2 separate regions of the Mus musculus genome follow, and region 2 is linked to region 1. The links are chromatin contacts, called in public Hi-C maps. All regions are on one chromosome and are shown on one strand. Each heading gives the region's core, a stretch centred on a gene start, on an enhancer-like site or on the middle of the called end of the contact. The rest is flanking DNA. Distances are from core to core; before and after follow the strand shown.

What was found. Hi-C and Micro-C count contacts between places; a contact is called where the count stands out from the background.
Region 2: a contact with region 1 is called in a Hi-C map of the N1E-115 cell line, with 3 times the contacts expected there. The contact joins two enhancer-like sites. A contact is called at or near these places in 2 of 484 Hi-C or Micro-C datasets (the N1E-115 cell line and uterus), 2 of 115 datasets of contacts at active chromatin or transcription factors (embryonic limb bud and pancreatic cancer cells) and 1 of 9 other capture datasets (adipose tissue).

The regions. Positions count from the first base shown.
Region 1 is chr2:4,296,241-4,301,261 of GRCm38.p6, forward strand. All of the region lies in intron 1 of Frmd4a (FERM domain containing 4A), which reads left to right. Among named protein-coding and RNA genes, the nearest start is that of Gm39752, 51 kb to the left of the region's middle. RefSeq lists an enhancer at 1,087-5,021. Within about 2 kb of position 2,756, at least 137 of the 459 cell types and tissues checked have an H3K27ac peak or open chromatin away from gene starts, as enhancers often do. A contact at or near this core is called in the N1E-115 cell line, where this site is marked.
Region 2 is chr2:4,552,784-4,558,255 of GRCm38.p6, forward strand. All of the region lies in intron 11 of Frmd4a (FERM domain containing 4A), which reads left to right. Among named protein-coding and RNA genes, the nearest start is that of Gm13179, 39 kb to the right of the region's middle. RefSeq lists an enhancer at 3,361-5,092. Within about 2 kb of position 2,573, at least 88 of the 459 cell types and tissues checked have an H3K27ac peak or open chromatin away from gene starts, as enhancers often do. A contact at or near this core is called in the N1E-115 cell line, where this site is marked.

The sequences.
Region 1 (5,021 bases), core at 1,506-4,005:
TAAGAGTGTACTGTGTGGACTTGCAAGGGGCAGAAGGATTTAGCCTCACCACTGGCCATTCACAAACCTGGCAACAGCTGGATAAGCACCAGGCTCACCTTGGGGATGGGTGGGGCTGGGGAGCAGTCTACATTTATGTGGCCAGGCCCAGGGTTCCGTCAGTGTCTCTTTTGTCCTGGGTGTAGCTTTTAGCATGTAGCAGTAGGCCCATTGCTCTGATTCGCAATGTTCTGTATGCAATTGTGAGTATGTGACAAGCACACACACAAACATACAGACATATATGAATGCATACATATAAAAATACAAGCACATGCAAACAAACGTACTTATATACAAACACATGTACTTACTCAAACATATACATACATGCAAACATACATTCATACTTATAAACACAAACACATATGTACTCTGATTTTTATATATATACACACACATACATATATATTTATATGTATATATACATACATGTATATTGTATATATGTATATATACATATATGTATATGTTATATACACACATATATATATATTATATACATACACACACACATGTACAGAGATATTCATGCATAGGCACACACATACACCAGACAGGCTCTTTCCTTCTCCCTGTCTCTTTCCACCAGCACTGGTGTCATAAACTGCTTTCTGTCCCACAAGCCATCACCCCCATGCCATCTTTCACACCCTATTGTCAGTGACCTATAATACAGCTTAGACTTGATGCGCCTTGCTTTGGCACATTGAAAACATTGATTTTCCTACAATGCAGTTCACTTCATTCCTCAACGGCTTCACCCAAGACTTTCATGTAAATGTTTTTCTCTGGACTGGAAGGAAATGTTCCAAATAAACAAACAAACCCTCCGTCCGCATGAGCGCTCTAGTCCTTAAGCGTTAAGCCGAGCAGCGTGAGGAGCTGGAGGGTGAGGATGCCTCCCCAGGACTCCAGCCCCACAACTCACTGACGCCTAGCCTGTGGTGTCTTCCCTGGCTGTCCAGGGCCCTCTCGACTGTTCCCTGATGTACATGACCTAGGGTGGCTGTGACCTACTGAAGATGCAGTCTCTGAGATAAACCTGTTCCTGATCCTTCCTCTTCGTCCCATCCTCGCTCAGCCTCCCTCACTTCCCAGTCAACTCTTAGTACATTGTCGACACTGGTCCTGAACCCACTGCTTCACAGAGCCTTTCCCATTCTGCCCTCGTCCCTGCTGTGTGGCTCTTTATCCTCTCCCTGTCACTTGGCTGGCAGAGGACTGTGTAAAACTGGAGGCTGTCACTCATCCTTGTCCCTCCCCTTGGCTCCATCAGTGCCTTATGTGGAACTTGTCTTGGAATCCACAAGGCCCTGGCCTACCGTAGGTGACCTGTCTCTGAGCACTTCTTACTCAACCCCTCTTTGAGTCCCTGAAGCAGGGTCTCACTGCCCCATCTCCATCTCTTTTGGACTGTCGGTGGCCTAGAGTCAAGCCTGGGTGACATGCCAGCAGCAGATCCAGAGACTTTGAAACTGCCCATCTAACCAATCCTGTAGCAGGCAGCTTCTGTAAGGCCATTAAGAGGGTCTCCTTTCTAGACTCTGAAACTGCTGGATGCCCTGTGATGGGTGACCATAGAATAGGCCAAGTTGGACCCCGCAGTTACACAAAGTTACTTTGGTTTACAGTTGAGTTCTGACCTGCCCATCTGTATACTCTGCTCACCTTACTCAAACAGGAAGGCTGTTTCTTCACCAGTTAAACACAAACAATGGAAGCCATTTGGTTCATTGAGGGTAGCCTTTGGAAACCTCCCAGCCCGGTGTCTGGTAACTAAGCAAGCATCCATCCAGTCTCCTCCCCTCAAGTGGTCATATCAGTATGAGTGTCTGTCCCCTCCTGGGAAACATACCTGTGTTTTAATAATGAAAATAAGTAATGGATAATAACGCTGTAGATTCCGTAGGGAACCTGAAATGCAGGGTCTCAGAATTCCATGGATAGACTATCAGATACTTCTGGGCAAACTGACTACTCAGAACCGTGAGGTCATAAGGAAGAGCTGAACATTTATTCTCCAGGGGCTGGGGAGAGCTTCCTAAGTGGGAGGAAACTTTTCTACTTATAGAAAGCATGACCGTGCCCCCGCCACATTGGGGAGGGGGTGGAATGTGCTGGGCCTCAATGTGTGCGGAGTCTGGCTCAGGGTTATTTTGATTTCCATTAACATTCTCTTCTATACGTATTTAACCATAATTGAACACATGTGCTTCTGTTTTATTTGCACTCAGTTCATCAAAGTGTCCCTTACAAGTCTGAACTATACCACCAGAGCCTCTAGTTTTTCAGCGAAACCCCCACTAATACCCCTGGGAAACAGGAAGTTGCATTTACTGAAATATAAATAAATTCAGCTCCCAAGGGCTTTGCCGGGGCTGGGGTCACAGGAGAGGCAACCATGTACTGTATTCTCTCAGAACACAACCCTGGAAGAACAAAACCCTGTAACTCCGGACATATAAGTGTTTGCATCCATCCTTTGTTCAAAGCTGTGACACCTTCTAGTGTGATTGTGGAAAATCAAGAGACCCTACAGACTGGGGTGAATGTCTGAGTATCGGTGCAGATGTAGCCTCTGCTCTGGGGACAAATGACATGTAACCTGAAACCTCTCTCCAAAGATATCCAAGGGCTCCTTCTCTCGCAGCCTCTCCCCTCTCGCTCACCCTCTGCTCGCCCCAACCGCACACATGGAACCAATTATGAACAAAGCCTGATTGTTGTACACTCGGACTTTCCCACGTGGGCCCGCTGCTTTCTTTAACTGCCTCTTAGTGTGTGTCTGCGTGGGAGGACCCTGCCCACCGTTCGTTCCAGCCCAGCACCACAGCTTCCCAGTCCTCCAGGTCTCTCTGCTCTGATTCATTCCTTAACAGCATAAAACCTCTCTTCCCTTCCCGCCCACCCCCATTTCCTATTAGGTTTGTCTGAATAAACAGAACTTTCTTTTCCATCACTCTAAATAAACTGAGCTCAGGGGTTTGTGGAGAATAAAGAAAAGCTAGTTCCCAGCATGGGAGCAACATCAGGCTAAGCCTGGGATCCCCTCAGAGGAAGTGACCGTCACTTCATGAAAACCAGGGCAGACGTGTGTGTGTGTGTGTGTGTGTGTGTGTGTGTGTGTGTGTGTGTGTGTGTATGAGTGTGTATGAGTGTATGTGAATGTGAGTGTATGAGTATGTGTATGTATGAGTGTGTGTGTAGAACTTTTTTCTTTTCCTCAAGAGAAGCAAACAAAAATTCCATTACTTGTGACCTTTCTCTGCAATGGAAGTGAGCTGATTTGAGGAGGTGAATTGATAGGAATGGGGTGGGGGTGTTAACTGGCGATGTAGCCATTACAAATGCTATAGAATGTTAAAACTATAGCCTACTTGAACCACCTGTTGAAATGCCACCTTAATCAGAAAAGAATCGGCTGATGTGGCAGATGTGGATGAAGCTGCGCTTGAGTCTTCTCAAAGCTTTGTGAAACCACACGTGACTTAGTCCTGCTCGCTAGCAGGCATAAAAAGCGAATGTCCTAGAGCAAATGTGGCGTCTCAGCAGGTGAGGGCACTTGCCACCAAACCTGAAGATTTGTGTTTGGTCCCCCGGACTGACGGCTAGAAGGAGAAAACTGATTCCCGGGTATTGTCCTCTGACCGCACCACTACTGGGGAGTTCCCCAAGCCGACACCCCCATGCACACAGGCACACAAAATAAAAAAATAATGTAAAAAATTTAAACAAACAAACAAAAAACAACATTCTAAGCACATTTGCACAAGGTGGGGCACACACAACAACTTTGGTCTGATTCATCTGAACCATGCATACAAAGGTAGCAAAGACAGGTTTCTTTCTCCCACCACAACCCCCACCTCCCTTCCTGTGGACTGCATTCATATAATTAATTTGATGCGTACATTTATTTTCTGTTGGAGGCACTAGTGGGAAAAAACATTCGTGTCTGATGTTCAGTTTCATAGAGGTAATTTATGAATCCAAAGAGACCCTCAATCCTCCTGTGTATTGTTCCTAGTCTTCAAATATTTTTTAATGTTTAGAAGAGAATGAAATCAGAATGCAGGATTTTGAATTAATCTCTGCTGCAGATGTAGGGGAGATTCCACTTAGTCCTTTTAAGGGAAGCACGTGACCTACTGTACAGCCGAGGGGCTTGGGCATCACGTGGTGGGGTGAATAATGCGTCCGATACTCCCTTGATGAGACAACTGACCTGGTTGCCATCCGAAGCCCGGAGAAGCCAAGTTGACATTTCTGGATCATTCTCCTCACAAGCACCACGTACCCACTCCTGGGGCAGCAGGTCACGCTGAGCCAGAGCTGCAGGGACAGCTAGAAGGAAGCTGAAGGCGCTGCTTCACACAGCTGAAGTTGGAGAACTTGGGCTGTTTTCCTTTCTCCCCCATCCCCCACCTCCTGACCAACCACATCTTAATTCACTGGGCAGAAAACGCTTTCAGCGTTTAGATATTTGGGAAACCTCTCCAGAAGACCACAGTTTAGCTCTGAGAAGGACGCTAGCTAGTCTCTCTTTGCTACTAGCAACACACACACACACACACACACACACACACACACACACACACACACACACACACACGATCACTCCCAGCTCCACACCATGGTAGTTCAGACTGCCGTGACTCCAAACAGACCTCAGAGACTTCTGAAAATACCTTATGGATCTCTGAGAAGGCGCAGCGTGGAGAGGGTAAGCTACGTGGCTGTAGTCGGCTGTTTGTTTTCATTAAGCAGTTGCTACAGACTAGAGATGCTGGTTTACATTGTGCTACTGCTACTGATGTTGCTACTGATGTTTTTCCTGGGCAATAGGGGAACTTCCTGCGGCTGCAGATACGATTCTATTTTCTATATGGTGATGTTCTCTCTCTCTCTCTCTCTCCCTCTCCCTCTCCCTCTCCCTCTCCCTCTCCCTCTCCCTCTCCCTCTCCCTCTCCCTCTCCGTC
Region 2 (5,472 bases), core at 1,323-3,822, 260 kb after region 1:
CCTCTGACCCACCCCCCGCCCCCCCTGCCCCAGACAGCCTTTCTCTGTCTCTGTCTCTGTCTCTCACACACTAAATAAATAAATAAATAAATAAATGTAAAACATGTAAGGAAAATATTTTAATACCCTTGGTAACATATTCATCATCTTTCAAAAAAATTGTGCAAACTTGAACTTTAGCTGGTACATGAGAAAACTAGAAGCAGCATTTTCATGTTTTACATTAGGAAGGAGAGTAGTGTGTACTGAGTAACAAGAAACAGCCATCAGAATAGTGAGCAGTGGCTGAACGCTGACTAGACACTCTGTATCTACTGATGCATTAGTTCAGCAGCATTATAGGAAAGTATTGTTATTCATAGTATTAGTTCTAAAATGAATAAAGACACAAAGTTTCTAAAGATACATAGCCATCAAATACTTGATAGATACTATGCCTTTGAATCCTGTGCTCTTAATGTCTATTATTTTGTTTTATTTTTGTTGTTGTTATTTGCTTATTGTTGTTGTTGTAATGAATCCAAGAGAATGGTATTGAGTTGTTTTGAATTTGCAATGCCAGCTCTGACCTATATATGCACAGAATATATGACTATCTCATTTTAGAGATTCGAATTTAAAAGGCTTTGCACGTTCAGGGCCAGAAGGGAGAACCTTTGACTGCCAGGCCAAGGTTATCTTGTTGTTGTCTTTGTGTTGGCTAGGTTTTTGTCAACGTGGACATAAGCTAGACTCATCTGTCAATAGGGAACTTCAGCAAAGTAAATGCCTCTGTAAGACGAGCCTGCAAGGTAGCCTGCCTGTGAGGCGTTTCCTTCATCAGTGATGGATGGTGAAGAGCCAGGCTCATTATGGGCAGTGCTATCCCTGGGAAAGTGATCCTGTTTGTGGGGAGGCAGTGGGGAGCTAGTAGGCAGCATTCTTCCATGGCTCCTACTTCAGTCCCTGCTGCAAGATTCCTGCTTTGAGTTCCTACCCTGAATTCCTTTGATGATGGAGTGACCTGAGAGTTGGCAATGGAAGCTGGCCTTCATTGTCCACGGCGATTAGTTAGTTCCAGAGCCTTGGGTTAGTAAACCCCTTACATAAAATAATGCAGTATTTGCCTATGACCCATTATGATTGTCTCTATACTTTCACTTCTTTCAGTTCTAGAAGCAGGGTTTCACTGTTTAACTGAGCCTGGCCTGGGACTCTCTACACTGTGCATCCTAATCTGGATTCAAACTGCCAACAATCTTCTGCCTCAGCCCTTTGAGTACTAGGATTATAGATGGAAGCCAACATGTTCAGGTTCCCAAATACTTTAACTCATGTCTATCAGGTTTGTAGTGCTTAATTCAGTAGAAATGCTATGGAAGTAGTTATGGTATGATATCCATTTGGGAATAGTGACAAGATTTAAAATAACAAAAACAAAAAACAAAAAAACAGTGTTCAGTCCATATAATTTTTTTCAAATATTTTCAACCCCTGGGCGGAAGGACGAGCAGACGCATACACTGTGGGGTGAAGGGATAGCTGTAGAAATACATGCTGGGGGCTGGTGAGATGGCTCAGTGGTTAAGAGCATCAACTGCTCTTCCAAAGGTCCCGAGTTCAGATCCCAGCAACCACATGTGGCTCACAACCATCTGTAACAAAAATCTGATGCCCTCTTCTGGAGTGTCTGAAGACAGCTACAGTGTACACACATATAATAAATAAATAAGTCTTAAAAAAAATACACGCTGGGTGTCGTGTTCTTCCTCTTGCCCAGGAGCATAGCCAGTACCAAGCAGACATCCACAAATGCCAGTGGATAAAAGAGCTTAGATTAGATGGAGATCTGTGGTCGACCACAATACCTCTGCCTCTCTTTTCTTTATAAATAGAGTAAACCATATTGGACGCCTACAAAAGTATTTGTGTCCATATTTAAAATGGACACAAAGTCCCAACTCTTCTTCCTCATTCGGATGCCTGCTTCTGTCTTCTCCCATACATTCCCGGGATGCACGAGACCAAGTCCCCTGCATGCACGACATTGGGAATTTTCTGTGGCACCTCTATTTGATGCCTCATTTTTTTAATGTCCTGATAGAAAGATAAACGCAGGGAGTCATGTGTGATGGTGTCTCAGGAAAGAGCAGAAGTGAAATTAGGAAGTGGGGTTTGTTTTTGTTTTTTATTTTGTTGTTTTGTTTTTGTCTTTCTGTCTTGTTCTGTGCTTGGGGACCATTACTATATGTGTCCTCCTCTTTGAGAACTTGGGCGTGTTTGGAATGTACGCAACATCATGTGCCATCAGATGGCCAAAGCTAGTCTCTCTAGGATCTGAAGCATCATTGTTCTTGCTCTTCACTGGGGCTTTGTGGCACAATAGAAAAAGACCAGGACAAGAAGTCACAAGCCAGGTCCCAACATCAATCACATACTTAACCTCTGGCGGCTCTGAGTCTCTGCCCACCAGAGCAACTTCATCTGGGAAAGGAGGACGCGATCCAGATGGCTGATTGGATTCTGTATAATGGTCCCTCTGGATGAAGCAGGAAGTTACTCACAGGGAGGTCATTTAGGGGCTCTATGACTCAGCCTCGGGGACAGGAGGAAGACAAGGCTCCCTAAAGTCCTGGTGGAGAATCAGAGCCATTAGGCTGGGCTTCCTCTCAAGTCGTTATTTCTACACCATCCTGACAGCCTGCCGCCTACTCCACATGCCAGCCCACAATGCTTCACAAGTGCTGGCTGGAGAGGAAGTCCAGTGGAGCCGAGGCCTCGTCCTCAGCCATGCACAGGATGTGTGAATCTAGTGGACTAATTGGAGCCAGGGTCTGGGAGGCCCCTGCTCATTAAGGATTTATAGAGCACCTTGTCATATTCAGGGCCCAAAGACAATAGTTATTAGCCACTTTTGTTTGCTCTCCATGGATAAATGTTTCCCTTCTTGGTTTTATACATGAGGGCACTTGGGACCAGAATGAGACAGTAGAGGACCTGTGACCCTAGGAAGCCTAGGTCAAAGGCTGAGAGCCCTTATCTGGGACCATTGGGGTTCCAATGATGGTAGCAAACACTGGTTTAGTAAAACCCCTTCCTGATGGTTCCTCTAAGCCATCTTTAGAAACCTCTTAACTCGTACAATTACCACAATCCTTATTATCAGAGACAGGGACTTGATAGTATCTGAGGCTGATCCTCTTGCCTCAGCCTTCTGAGTGATGGGCTCACAAGCAAGAGCCACCATGCTAGGTTAACGCTTTTATTTCCTACGCAAGCTCCAGTCATAACTAAGGCTATTGTTATATCCCCACGTCCATTCATAACTAAGACTATTGTCGTCTCTTAGTCTCTGACTGAGGCTGCTGAGTGTTGAGGCAGGTGCTCTGTAGAGCCTGGATGAAGGTAGATCTACAAGAAAGGAGGACACATGTATTATTCGTATTATTATTATATTTATAGTGTGAAAGCAAAGCAGAGTGATCATGTCTGGGAGAACAAGCCTGGCTGGAAGCCCCTTTCTCACAGCCGCCGCCTGGTTGCTCCTTTGTGAGAAAGCACTCCACTTGTAAAGTTAACCACGCATCAGTGAGTGAGAGCTGTTCTCGCTAATTGGCGGGGTCCCGGGAACGCAGCATAATTAGCAGCTGGAGTAATGGACCAGGTGCCTTGGACTTCTATTTCTGGTTCCTTCGGAAACCAGTTGTGTGGCCCGAGGCAGTTTCCCCTCACTTCTTGTGTGCCTTGTTTCTTTTCCTTCACCCTCAAGAAAATTTGCAGTTTTTCTTCACAAAGGGCAGGGAGGGGGCTGCTCAGTGAGCAAGGAAACAAAAGTGTCTGTGGGGATTTGTGGAGATGCATAGCCAAAATGCCCTGATTTAACAGGTATTGATCAGTAGAAACTCTGATTATTGATAGGACCACATAGTTGAGTTTATAATTAGATTGTTGGGCATAGAAGTAGCTGAAGTCTTTAGGGAGCTAGCCCAGTCATTGCCACGACTGTCTGGTGTGTCTTTATGACACATCCCAAATCATAGTGCCAGGGATGGGTTGTCGTCTCTGCAAACCAGGGCATGGGGGCTCCTCCTGAGCAGCCCCCAGGGATGGTGCAGTACCAGCAGAGTGAGAGCTCATCCCCCGATATTTACAGGAAAACAGGAAACTGGACATCTCCCCTTTGCCTCTCTCCATATTGTCGGTTTTTATTGGTCTGTTTGGTTGCTTTTGTTTTGTTTTGTTTTGGATTTTTGGTTTTGGTTGGTTGGTTCGTTTTGCAATGCCAGCCTTAAAACTGAGTGTCCAGCAGCCAGGGGCTTTAACGTCATATGAACAAAAATGCCCCAGACCCCCATGAAGAGCAGAGTGCCTTTAGCTTAAATGACATCCAGCCTTTCCTGCCAGCAGCAGCTGTCTCTGCCCTCTCCACCCCTTCAGCCTTCTAGTTCCTGCTTCCCCCAACCTCGAGCAGCTGGATGGGTCCCTAGCTCCACCCCTCTCCTAAGTGAGAAAAAAAAAAAAATCAGTAGCCAGTGTTGTTGCCTGCCTGCCTATCCTCATCCAGTTCTGCAGGACACTTCCGATGTCCCCAAGAAGATTAGAAGGTTTTCTAATCTAGAAAAACTGTCTACTCCCAGCTTTCCTTCTCAGTATTTACTTTGCAAAATAAAAACCAAAATAAAGTTGTGCTAAAACAGCTATCAGGGACTCTATTGCTTTGTCCCAGCTACGAAATTTTCTACAGAAAATGCATTACCCTGTGGACACACCCTGAGAGCCATGACTCCAGTGTTCACCCTTCAGAGCAGCACTGAAGTGGAAGCCCCACCCCTTTCCCTGGACAGCCACCCTGGCTAAAGATGAGGGGCTGCAGCACGCCCAGATGGTTCTATTTGGGCCTTTGGCAGACACACGGATCTCCACACTACACAGCAGCAGGGACCACTTAGAGGAAAGGCATGGTTTGTGGTTTGGATTTTTTCAAGGAGCTGGGGAAGGAGGAGTTGCCAGGAAACCAACCCTCAGAGGGTTGTGCTCCAGGGTTCTTTATCGGGCCTGGAGGCACTCCTGAAAAAAATACACAAGTGGGGCTTTCTCCTGAGTGTTTGTGTCAGGTGTAACTTCCTTGCCTCCCAGGGAGGGGTCTACTTTCTCTGATCTGTACATCAGATACAGATGGGGTCCTTAACTCCCAACCCCTACTCCATGCTACCAAGACCAGGACCAGATATATCACTTGTAGGGCCCATGCCAAATAGATCAAAACACATTGGAAATTTCAAGATGGCAGCAGCAAGCGAATGACCCTCTTGAGCAAGGGGCACTTGAGTCACACATCCATAAAGCCAGTCCTGTACAGGGTCCACGTTGCTTTGTTAGAGTTGGTACAGGGTAGGGTCTAAGAAGGACATATCTTTCTTTGGGGAGAAGTGGTAAATAATCCTTTATACTTGCTGTAAGATATCTAGCACACACATAATCTAATTTAATTCT